2 separate regions of the Mus musculus genome follow, and region 2 is linked to region 1. The links are chromatin contacts, called in public Hi-C maps. All regions are on one chromosome and are shown on one strand. The core of a region is the stretch at or near the end of the contact, and the rest is flanking DNA. Distances in the headings are between cores, read along the strand shown. Region 1 has its middle 26 kb from the start of AV064505. Region 2 overlaps Birc3 (baculoviral IAP repeat-containing 3).

Evidence for each region. Hi-C and Micro-C count contacts between places; a contact is called where the count stands out from the background.
Region 2: a Hi-C map of embryonic stem cells shows a contact between it and region 1, with 3 times the contacts expected there. The contact joins two enhancer-like sites. A contact is called at or near these places in 1 of 39 promoter capture datasets (embryonic stem cells), 9 of 15 datasets of contacts at CTCF or cohesin (CD8 T cells, the G1E-ER4 cell line, the NIH/3T3 cell line and 5 more), 181 of 484 Hi-C or Micro-C datasets (the 4T1 cell line, the 63-12 cell line, the AML12 cell line and 86 more), 28 of 115 datasets of contacts at active chromatin or transcription factors (the HPC-7 cell line, PVALB interneurons, astrocytes and 13 more) and 5 of 9 other capture datasets (adipose tissue, embryonic stem cells, embryonic tail and 2 more).

The regions. Positions count from the first base shown.
Region 1 is chr9:7,719,013-7,724,675 of GRCm38.p6, reverse strand. It overlaps the pseudogene Cbx3-ps8. Among named protein-coding and RNA genes, the nearest start is that of AV064505, 26 kb to the right of the region's middle. Within about 2 kb of position 2,940, at least 15 of the 459 cell types and tissues checked have an H3K27ac peak or open chromatin away from gene starts, as enhancers often do. A contact at or near this core is called in embryonic stem cells, where this site is marked.
Region 2 is chr9:7,849,739-7,855,401 of GRCm38.p6, reverse strand. Birc3 (baculoviral IAP repeat-containing 3) reads left to right here. Exons shown (of 9, transcript NM_007464.3): 6 at 796-1,035; 7 at 4,231-4,482. Among named protein-coding and RNA genes, the nearest start is that of Birc2, 16 kb to the right of the region's middle. Within about 2 kb of position 2,696, at least 27 of the 459 cell types and tissues checked have an H3K27ac peak or open chromatin away from gene starts, as enhancers often do. A contact at or near this core is called in embryonic stem cells, where this site is marked.

The DNA.
Region 1 (5,663 bases), core at 1,691-4,190:
ATACTACAAAGTTACTTTTCTGGCTCATTGAACCATAACCCAAATACTGAAAAGACTGATCCTACCAGTAAGGAATGAGTCAGGGTAAAGAAAAAGCATGCAGGTCATTAAATGATATTAGCAAATTTTGTTCACTCACTTAGCAGGTCTTAAATTGTCAACGTCAGCTCCAGCCACGATTCTATTTCCACATCAAACAGATTCCATAAATCATAACCTTTTAGTACAGACTTTAACTTTCTACAAAGTTCACCAGAGGAACCTTTACATAGAGTGGCTGACCTGGACCTGCCTCTGCCTCTCAGCTGGCCTCTTAGGTCAGAGCTCTATCTGCCTCTAGCCCAAGTCTTGTTATTAAATCACACTATTACTTAGTCTAATTCCATTTTCCAAAGGGGACGCGTACAACACTCTGTAAATATACCACTGTAATTATGTGATAATACATCAATTCTGATGTTGTTGCCTTTAAACTAGCCAATAAATCACAGAATCTGCTTAATCTGAAAGGTTATGGTTTCAGGAAAATGTTCACAAGGAGGGAATCTCATCAACTTGTATTTTCATCTTCAGTTAAAAACAAAACAAAACAAACAAGTTATGTGTTTTATGCATACACCGCATAGAAACAAAAAAAAAACCCAGAATGGTCCTTCTGTGTCCCAGTTAAAAATAAGTTCTGACTTGAGTAAAAACTGTAAAATCTCCTCAGCGTTTAAGAAAAGCTGTTCTTCAAAGCTGAGGAAATACAACATGGTATCAAATATTCTATTGTTAAAGGAAGCAACTACAGAAAGCTCTTACTTGCTCAAAGGAATCAGTGCCTTTTGATGCAGAACAAAAACCAAAAATATCCCAACTACTGTCAATACTTTCAAAACCAGCATATCAAACTTGATTTTCATTAGAATGCTATTTTTTTCCACACTAGTTATTCAAAGCCCAAGATCCAGATTATATATATATAAATGCAAACAATTATTGTGCTTCATCTTCAGGACAAGAATGCCAAGTCAGCCGCTCCTCGTAGAAGGCAATGACCATCTGAGGACACTTCATGTTCGCCTCCTTTGGCAGCACCAAGCCAGCCCCGTCCGAGTCCTTCCACTTCATGAGAAACACTAATTCTCACTGCTGTCCGTGGCACCGATTATCCCTTCAGGATCAAGAGCTCTGGCAAAGCCCCTTGGTTTGTCAGCAGCGTCTCTCTTCTTCTTCGATTTGCTATCATCAGATTCACTGTCAGATAAAGATTTCCTTTTTGTACCATCTTTTTCTTTACCAGCTTTTTGAGAATTAAGAAATGCTTCAATTAATTCTGGACAATCTAAATTTTCTTCTGGTTCCCAAGGATTATCAGCGTCTGTGAACCCCTTCCACTTCAGGAAATACTCCACCTTCCCATTCACTACACGACGGTTCAGTACTTTTTCTACCACAAATTCTTCAGGCTCTGCCTCTTCAACTTTTTTACTCTTTCCATGTTGTTTCTTTCCCATTTTTTGCAATGTAGTTTTATTGGAGGACATTTTTAAAATTTAATCGGAGACTTGAAGAGTTCACCGCTCCGATGCTCAGGGCCGCGGATCCTGCAGAGTCTCCCGCCTGCTCGCTTCGGTTCAGCCACATCCGAGGGGACTTACACTTTTATATCATAGTCCATCATGGAAGGAAGCCAGGGCATGAACTCAAACAGGGCTGCAACCCGGAGGCAGGTGCTGGTACAGATACCAACAGCCCAGGGATGGAACCAATCACAATATGCTAGGCCCTCCTTCTTCAGTTACTAGTTAAGAAAATGAATACCTTACAGGTGGATCTTATGGAGGCATTTTTCTCAGTTAAACTCCCCTCCTTTCAGGTAACTCTAATAGGTGTGTCAAGTTAACATAAGAATAGCCAGTACACCAACAGGTTCCCTCCCTCCCTCCCTCCCTCCCTCCTTCCCTCCCTCCCTCCCTTTCTCTCTCCCTCCCTCCCTCCCTCCCTTCCTTCCTTCCTTCCTTCCTTCCTTCCTTCCTTCCTTCCTTCCTTCCTTCCTTCCTTCCTTCCTTCCTTCCTTTGCTTTTAGGGTGTGTGTGTTAAGGATGTGTACACGTGTGTTCATACATATAGAGAAATCATGCAAGTTCCCAAGGAGCCACTCACCTTGTTGTGTTGAGTCATTGACTTTCAGCTCCCCCATTAGGCCAGGCTGACTGCTCAGGGAGCTCAGGAACCCATCTGTCTCTGGCTTCTCCATACTAGGCTTACAAGAATATGCCACTAGCTCTGCTGTTTTCCTTGGATCCTGAAGAACAAGCTCATGTCTTCATGATCCTTGTCAAGTTCTTTATTGGCTGAACCATTTTTATGGTTCCAAACTCAAGCCTGCCAGATCATCACCTTTCTTTTGACTCCCAGTTGCCAACCAACTGGGCTTGGTGACACATAGCTGTAAATGTTCTACCAGCTGTGAAACCTCTGTCAGAAGCTCTACCTGCACCAAGGTAGAACTCTTACCTCATTACCACTTCCTGATAGCTGATCTGTCCCCTGTCCTCATCTGCAGCATTCTGTCGTTGGGCAGCATCTAGCAATTTTCATGATACATTTAGTTTACCAAATACACTGAGTATTTTGGAAAGCTCTGAAACCCAGTGCCCAGTGCACTGTAGATTAGATGAGCCAAGTACTTGTGTCTGACGTCTTACTGATTTCCAGGTGACTATGAGGAGCAGTCTGGCATGTCCCCTTTCTAAACTCACAGAATTTGTCCCAAAGTGCCTTGAGTCTAGGTAAGCTTTCCTTCCTCTTGGTCTTTTACCTGTGATTTTCTTTTGTGGTACCTCAGATGCATAACCTGAAAAACAAGTTTCTCTTTGCTCCAGGGAAGGGAGGGCTTAGCTCTTCAAAAAGAAGGGAACACATTTGCATTTCACTTCCTAGCTCATCAAAGAAAGGAGGTGAAAGGAAAAGACTACCTACTGAAATGGGGTGTGTGTGTGTGTACCCTGCTACAGAGTGCTGGAGAGGAAAATTAGTCAAGAACATGGAAGGAAGAGGGACCAGTAGAGGGACAGGTTGGTGGGGAAGAGGAGTGGCTCAAGGCGTGGTCTTTGAACTTGAGCTTCCCTGATTTTCCATGTAGATCATGGAGTCCAGAGTATCTCCAGTTCCACTGCAGACAGAAGGGATTGGGGACCGGGGACTGGGCACTTGTGTTCTGGCCTCAGGTGTACTTTCTTACTTTCAGTTAGAATGGTTTTGTTATTCTGTTGGGGTTGAAACTGGGAGCCAAGATCTTTGTTCTCACTTGAGGTTTGCTGAGACTGGTTGTCAGTCTTTGTCTTTAATAGCTTTAAGTTAGTTATATTTCACTTGTTTTTTAAATGGAACAGAGAAGTAAATGCTAAGATTCTATTCTGTTCTTGGGGAACCTGAACCTAAGAAGTCACGTGACTTTTTAGACCAGGGGGAACGCCAGGGCCAAGAAGTGGGAATGGGTGGGTAGGGGAGTTGGGGGAGGGTATGGGGACTTTTGGGATAGCATTGGAAATGTAAATGAGGAAAATACCTAATAAAAAATTTAAAAAAAAAAAGAAAGATGTGGCTCAGTGGGTCAAAGTGCTTGATGGCCAGTGTACTTGTACATGCTGTGCCTACACATACTCCTCCCGACAATAAACAAAATTTAATAAAACCAGTTAAAAATAATGAAACCAAAGGGGATGCTATTAATAGTTGTGGATTCTACTATTATGTATAATCCATTGCTTTTCTAATTTCAATAAATTTTAAATTTTAATTAGGACTTTGGCTTATTGTTTTAATACTGTGGGTTAGGAAACTGTTGACTTCTATTTTATTTTATTTTTTTAGTGCTGGGGGTTGACCTTAAGACACTGTTTGTGCATGCTAAGCAGGTGTTTATTCTACCATTGAGTCATACACCAGTATTGTGGGAAATATTCAAAAATACAATTCACACTACACCAGCAAGGCACTGGCAGCATGGGCAGTCTGTCCTCATCTTGTGGAAACTGACTCAGAGCTCCAAAATCTCTCCATCCAGCTCTCTAAGTTCCCACTGGTGGCTTTTTGGGGTGCACTTCTGGCAAACCTATGCTTTGCTGCTGTACCTTTCTCTCTGGAACCCAGTTGAACCGCTGCACGAAGGAAAACACCACACACACTTAGTTCGGAATCAATGGTAACTCAATCGCTGGGCACAACAACTAGAATCCTAAATTTTGTAAGCCATATTAAATCTAAATCCTCCTGGAGAATTTGCAGTCTAACCCAAGGATCACTAGTAGCTACATAAAAGCCCATATCTCTCTTCTCTTCTCTTCCTCCCTCCACCGGGAAGTCCTGCCTACTCTCTCAATGATTGGGTTCTTTATTCATTAGAAGGGTCACGTGAAGTCCTGAGTATGTGATTCACTCCTCATCCCAGATAATCCCTCTGAGAGAAGTTGAATTAACATCAAAATACAAACAGCATCAGGACTATCCACAACACACCAGTGCCTTATCTTTACAACTTTTTAAAGGAGCAATTCTAACTTTGATAAGTGTTTATATTTAAAAAGTTTTCTTATGTTTTGATTGAAGGTCTCAGTTTTATTATTTTCTTTCTTAAAGAAAGATTAGCTAGAGAGCCAGCCCTCTTTCTTTTATGGTGTCAACATAATTCTCATCACACCTTAATAAGAGAAAGTACAAGAAAAGCCCATTACAGACTAGTCTCAGCTGTGAGAGTAGATGCAAGAATCCTACGGTGTATTAGCTTTAGAGAGCAAAGAATGGAATGTAGAATGATTAAGAGATTCTAATATCAAAAAAAAAAAAGAGATTCCAATAACATGATTATTCTGAGCTTTTTTCCTAATATCCACTTCTCAATGAGTACATACCCTGTGTACTCTTTTGTGACTGTGTTATCACACTCAGGATAATATTTTCTAGTTCCATCCATTTGCCTGAGAATTTCATGAAGTCATTGTTTTTAATAGCTGAGTAGTACTCCATTGTGTAAATGTACCACATTTTCTGTATCCATTCCTCTGTTGAAGGACATCTGGGTTCTTTCCAGCTTCTGGCTATTATAAATAAGGCTGCTATGAACATTGTGGATCATGTGTCCTTGTTATATGTTGGAGCATATTTTGGATATATGCCCAAGAGTGGTATAGCTGGGTCCTCAGGTAGTACTATGTCCAGTTTTCTGAGGAACCACCAGACTGATTTCCAGAGTGGTTGTACCAGCTTGCAATCCCACCAGCAGTGGAGGAGTGTTTCTCTTTCTCCACATCCTTGACAGCATCTGCTGTCACCTGAGTTTTACAATTCACAGATCATATGAAACTCAAGAAGAAGGAAGACCAAAGTGTGAATCCTTCAGTCCTACTTAGAATGAGGACCAAAATAATCACAGGAGGTAGAGGGTGTGAGGGACTTGGGAGGTAGAAAGGAGGGGGAGGGGAAAAGCGGAGGGGGGGGGGGAGCAGGATCAGTTGTGGGAAGAGACAGGGGAGATGAAAATTGAACTGAGGTGTGTAGCAACGGGGGATGGGAAACTGGGTGTAGTTAGTTCCCCAACAAAAAGTCCCAGATGCCAGGAAAGCAAGAGGCTCCCAGGACCTAATGGAGATAACATTAGCTGAAATGCCCAACAAAAG
Region 2 (5,663 bases), core at 1,447-3,946, 130 kb before region 1:
GGCGTTCAGTTTGGGGAGTATGACACCAGGTTTGCACTTTAAGTGGTTGGGTTGTAGTGTTAAGTAAGCTGGAAAGGGGGTGGGTAGCACTCTGGGACACTGGGGTAGCCAGGCTGAGGCAAGATCCTTGTCTATATGCTGAGTCCTTGACCCTCACAAACAAACAAAAAGAATGAAAGAAAATTACCCAACCATAAATTAAAGCGTGAAACCATGCCACTTGCAAGAAATGGAAAGAACTAGAAATATCAAAGTATGTGCTGCGTGAATATGAATATACAATTAAAACATTGTAGACAACTAGTAAATACAAACAAAAGGAAGCAAATATGTAGAAGTATATATTTGCTATAGAAAGCACATTAGTTTATTGATTATAGAGAATGAAGCCCCTGATTCTAGTGGAATGCCTGGGCATTCTCTGCTCTCTCCTCTTGAGTAGAACTAATCACAGACTTGAATCTAAAGGCAATCGTATTTTGTATTCTTACTTCAATGGCTGAATATATGTCATTTTAAAGTTAGCAAAATGCATATTGTATAGTACCTATTTATTTTTTATTTTTAATGGGTTTGATATTGCTATAACTTTCTATTTAAAAAGTATATGAAGCCAGATATGTTGGTTTGTGCCTAGCACTTTCTGAGGCAGGAGAATTGGCATGAATTTGAGATCAGCTTGGAATATATAATAAGCTTGAGGCTAGACTGGCCTAGAAGGATTCCTAAAAGAACAACCACAACAAAAAGATGCATGGGCGCTGCTAATATCTGTTAAATCCCCTGTCCATATAGTCGTGCATTTTGGCCCTGGAGAAAGTTCGGAAGATGTCGTCATGATGAGCACGCCTGTGGTTAAAGCAGCCTTGGAAATGGGCTTCAGTAGGAGCCTGGTGAGACAGACGGTTCAGTGGCAGATCCTGGCCACTGGTGAGAACTACAGGACCGTCAGTGACCTCGTTATAGGCTTACTCGATGCAGAAGACGAGATGAGAGAGGAGCAGATGGAGCAGGCGGCCGAGGAGGAGGAGTCAGGTACAGAGTAACAAGGCCTTTCCCTGGAGAGATGTGCTGTCGCCCACGCGAATTCGAAAAAGATGCCCATCTACTCAGCCTGGCCTGCCTTCCTTCCTTTCTTTCTTTCTTTCTTTCTTTCTTTCTTTCTTTCTTTCTTTCTTTCTTTCTTTCTTTCTTTCTTTCTTTCTTTCTTTTTTAAAATGTATTTATTATTGTAAATAAGTACACTGTCGCTGTCTTCAGACACACCAGAAGAGGGCATCTGATCCCATTACAGATGGTTGTGAGCCACCATGTGGTTGCTGGGATTTGAACTCAGGACCTTCAGAAGAGCAGTCAGTGCTCTTACCCGCTGAGCCATCTCGCCAACCCCAGCCTGGCCTTTCTTATGTTTCATATTCTAAATTCAAACTCTGTAAGTAAATTCTTAACAATAAAGTGCATTGTGGAGGACTAGGGAGACGGCTCAGCAGGTAAGGGTGTTTTCTGGTGAACCTGACCGCCATAGCTTGATCCCCAAAACCCATTTGATGGAAGGGGAGAACTGTTGACTTTCTCTCTCTCTCTCTCTCTCTCTCTCTCTCTCTCTCTCAAAATACATCAGGATTGCTCATTAAATTAAAAAATGTGTATGTTGAGCCTGTTAACATATTTTTTTAGATTTATTTATTTTTATTTTATGTGTATGGGCATCTTGCCTGCATGTGTCTGTACAATGTCTATGGAGGCCAGAAGAGGGCGGAGGATCCCCTGGAACTAGTGTTACAGACAGTGAATGGTCAGTTAGCAAGTGGGGCTGGGAACTAAACCCAGAACCTCTGGAAAAAGAGTCACTGTTCCTAACCACAGAGCCATCTCTCCAGCCCTGAAAACTTTGGTTTTTTTAAATTTTTTTGTTTTGGTTTGGTTTTTGGTTTTTGTTTTTTTTGAGACAGGGTTTCTCTGTGCAGCCCAGGCTGTCCTGGAACTCACTCTGTAGACCAGGCTGACCTTAATTAATTTAAATTTTAGGATGAGTTGTTGGCTTTGCCTATAATTACTCATGGAGCTTAAAAACAGAAACAAAAAAAACCCCAAACTCCAAAACAATCACACTATATGTATGATTTTTATTTTATGCGTGTGTACACAGATCTTCTCAATTAATAAGCCTCTATGTTTTCCTCTTAAAGCACAAATTATGCACTAAGGAGCTTCATACTACTATTATCAAATCAGTTCTTAAATTTTGAATAGGTGTATATGTGTTTGGAGGGGAGTGAGGGGGCTGCCATGCCATGCTAGGCCAGATAGATAGAGGTCAGAGGGTATCTTATTGGAGCTAGAACTCTCCTCCCACATTTTTTGGATTCCAAGTGTCAGAGTCATGCCTGTCATTAGCCTTTAACACTGAGTGATCTCTGCACTGAGCCAGCTCACTGACCCCAAGCACATTCTTGATCCCAAGATGGTTGCTCATTCCCTTTCTTATCAATTGAGATGGATTCTGGAAGAATTATTAATCTGAACATGTCTCAGACTATAATGTTTTAATTAATGTTTAACTTATGTGTGTATGTGTATACCTGTGTGTTTTATGTGTACAGTGCATATGCAGGAGCCTTTGAAGCCTAGACAAGAGTGTAGCTTTCCGAGAGGAGGATGTGGGCCATCCCTCCAGCCTCCCCTCACTCCACCCCTGTGAGACAGGGTAGCTCAGACTGGGCTTGAACTTGCTATGTAGTTGAATCCTGATCTTCCTCCCTCTACCTCCCAAGCGCTGTGATGTCAGACATGGGTCATGGTCCTGGCTTAATGCACACATTCAGGTTGAAGTCCCCTGCCTGCCCACACTAGAGCTATCTTCCCTTTCAAGTTCATGGAGTTCAGGGCAAGTTCTCCATTCTTAGCATTGTTTGCTAATCTGCTCTTTGGTCTGTGCTCAGAGCCGTCTTCCTCTGGGCGTGTGCAGCTCTCTTCTTGTTCTGATTGCTATCCTCACTCTAGACCAGAGCCTCAGCAGACCAGAAAGCAGACTTTTTTTTTGGGGGGGGGAGGGGTTTGAGACAGGGTTTCTCTGTATAGCCCTGGCTGTCCTGGAGCTCACTTTGTAGACCAGGCTGGCCTCAAACTCAGAAATCGCCTGCCTCTGCCTCCCGAGTGCTGGGATTAAAGGCGTGTGCCACCACACTCGACCGAAAGCAGACTTTTGAGACAAGATCTTGCTGTGTAGCTCAGACTGGTTTTGAGTTCATGACATTTCTGCTTTAGCCTCCTGAGTACTCGTCTGCCTAGTGAGCTCCAGTCTACTTGGGTTACAGCAGAATGAGACCTCAAAAACAAGCAGGGCTGTCAGTACAACGTAATTGGCAGAGTGCTTGCCAGGCATGTGGGACACCTGTGTATAATCTTGCGTATGGGGTACATGCTTATAGTCCTAGCATCTTTGCAGTGGAAGCAGAAATTTCAGGCCATCCTCAGCAATGACGTGAGTATGAGGCTAGCCTGAGCTACATTAAAAGACAAAAGCAAACAGAAAACAAAAATGCTCATGTATGACCGATTCTTTTTTTTTGTCCTTCATGTGGTTCTGTAAATAAGTGTCCTAGTGACAAATTCAATGATCTAAAATCTAACTGCTTCTCCTAAAATAATTTTTCAGACTACCTTTATTAGTATTAATCATTTTATGGATATAGTAGAAAATATCTTCATAGTAGAAAATAGAATACTAAAAATGGGGCTGGAGAGATGGCTTAGCAGTTAAGAGCACTGACTGCTCTTCTGAAGGTCCTGAGTTCAAATCCCAGCAACCACATGGTGGCTCACAACCATCCGTAATGAGATCTGATGCCCTCTTCTGGTGCATCTGAAGACAGCTACAGTGTACTTACATATAATAATAAATAAATCTTTAAAAAATTTAAAAAAAGAATACTAAAAATGACGATATAATGAGCTATGGACATTGCTAGATTTTCAGAGCACCTGCCTAGCAATCACAGAGCCCTGGGTTTGATCCCTAATGATGTGAAGTTGGGCCTGGGGCCATCTGTCTGGAAAGCTGGCACTCAGAGGATAGCAGCATATAAGTCAGAACTTTAATGTCATGGTGATTTGGCCACCACGCTGAGGTATATGAGATCTTTAAACAAACACATATGATCTCATTCATGCATTATGTCGTTATGGAAGGCAGCTGTGAGCAGACTGTGTTTCTCTCTCTTCATAAAGATGATCTAGCACTAATCCGGAAGAACAAAATGGTGCTTTTCCAACATTTGACGTGTGTGACACCAATGCTGTATTGCCTCCTAAGTGCAAGGGCCATCACTGAACAGGAGTGCAATGCTGTGAAACAGAAACCACACACCTTACAAGCAAGCACACTGATTGATACTGTGTTAGCAAAAGGAAACACTGCAGCAACCTCATTCAGAAACTCCCTTCGGGAAATTGACCCTGCGTTATACAGAGATATATTTGGTAAGTGCTAGGAAATTATTTGGGGGGAGCTTTCTAGATCAATTGCAAAGAGGCTCTTATTAGTAATTGGAGATTGTTGAAAAAAACTCAGTCCAATGTATACATTTTAATTGCACAAAATTGAGGGCTTTTGTTGAGTGTAAAGTGTTTAAAATCTGCTGTGTGTTGGAAGGCTCAGGGGATCTGGTGAGATGGCTCAGCAGGTAAAAGTGCTTGCCCCAAAAGTCTACACAAATCTGATGACCTGAGTTTGATCCCAGAACTGCCCACCCTCCCCATGCTCGCATGTCATGTGCTCTTTTTCTGTCTCTCTCTCCTCTCTTTCTCTTCTCTCTCTCTCTGTCTCTCTCTCTCTCTCACACACACACACAAACACACACACACACTCATACACACATACTCTGTCTCTCTCTCTCTCTCACACACACACACTCATACATACATACTCTGTCTCTCTCTCACACACACACACACACACACACTCATACACACATACTCTGTCTCTCTCTCTCACACACACACACTCATACACACATACTCTGTCTCTCTCTCTCACACACACACACACACACTCATACACACATACTCTGTCTCTCTCTCACACACACAAACACACACTCATACACACATACTCTGTCTCTCTCTCTCTCTCTCTCTCACACACACACACACACACTCATACACACATACTGTCTCTCTCTCTCTCTCACACACACACACACACTCATACACACATACTCTCTCTCTCACACACACACACTCATACACACACACACTCATACACACATACTCTCTCTCACACACACACACTCATACACACATACTCTCTCTCTCACACACACACTCATACACACATACTCTCTCTCACACACACACACTCATACACACATACTCTGTCTCTCTCTCTCTCTCTCACACACACACACACACACTCACACACACTCATACACACATACTCTGTCTCTCTCTCACACACACACACACTCGTGCACATGAAATAAATACAGTTGCTGCTGGGCATGGTAATATATACCTACAATCACAGTATCCAGGAGGTTGAAGCAGGAGGGTTGTGAGTTCAGTGCCAGCTTGGTTACAGAATAATTCTGTGTCTCAAATAAACATTAATACTAGATAAATAAAATTTTTAGAATGTAAATACCAGCCTTGATTCTCATACT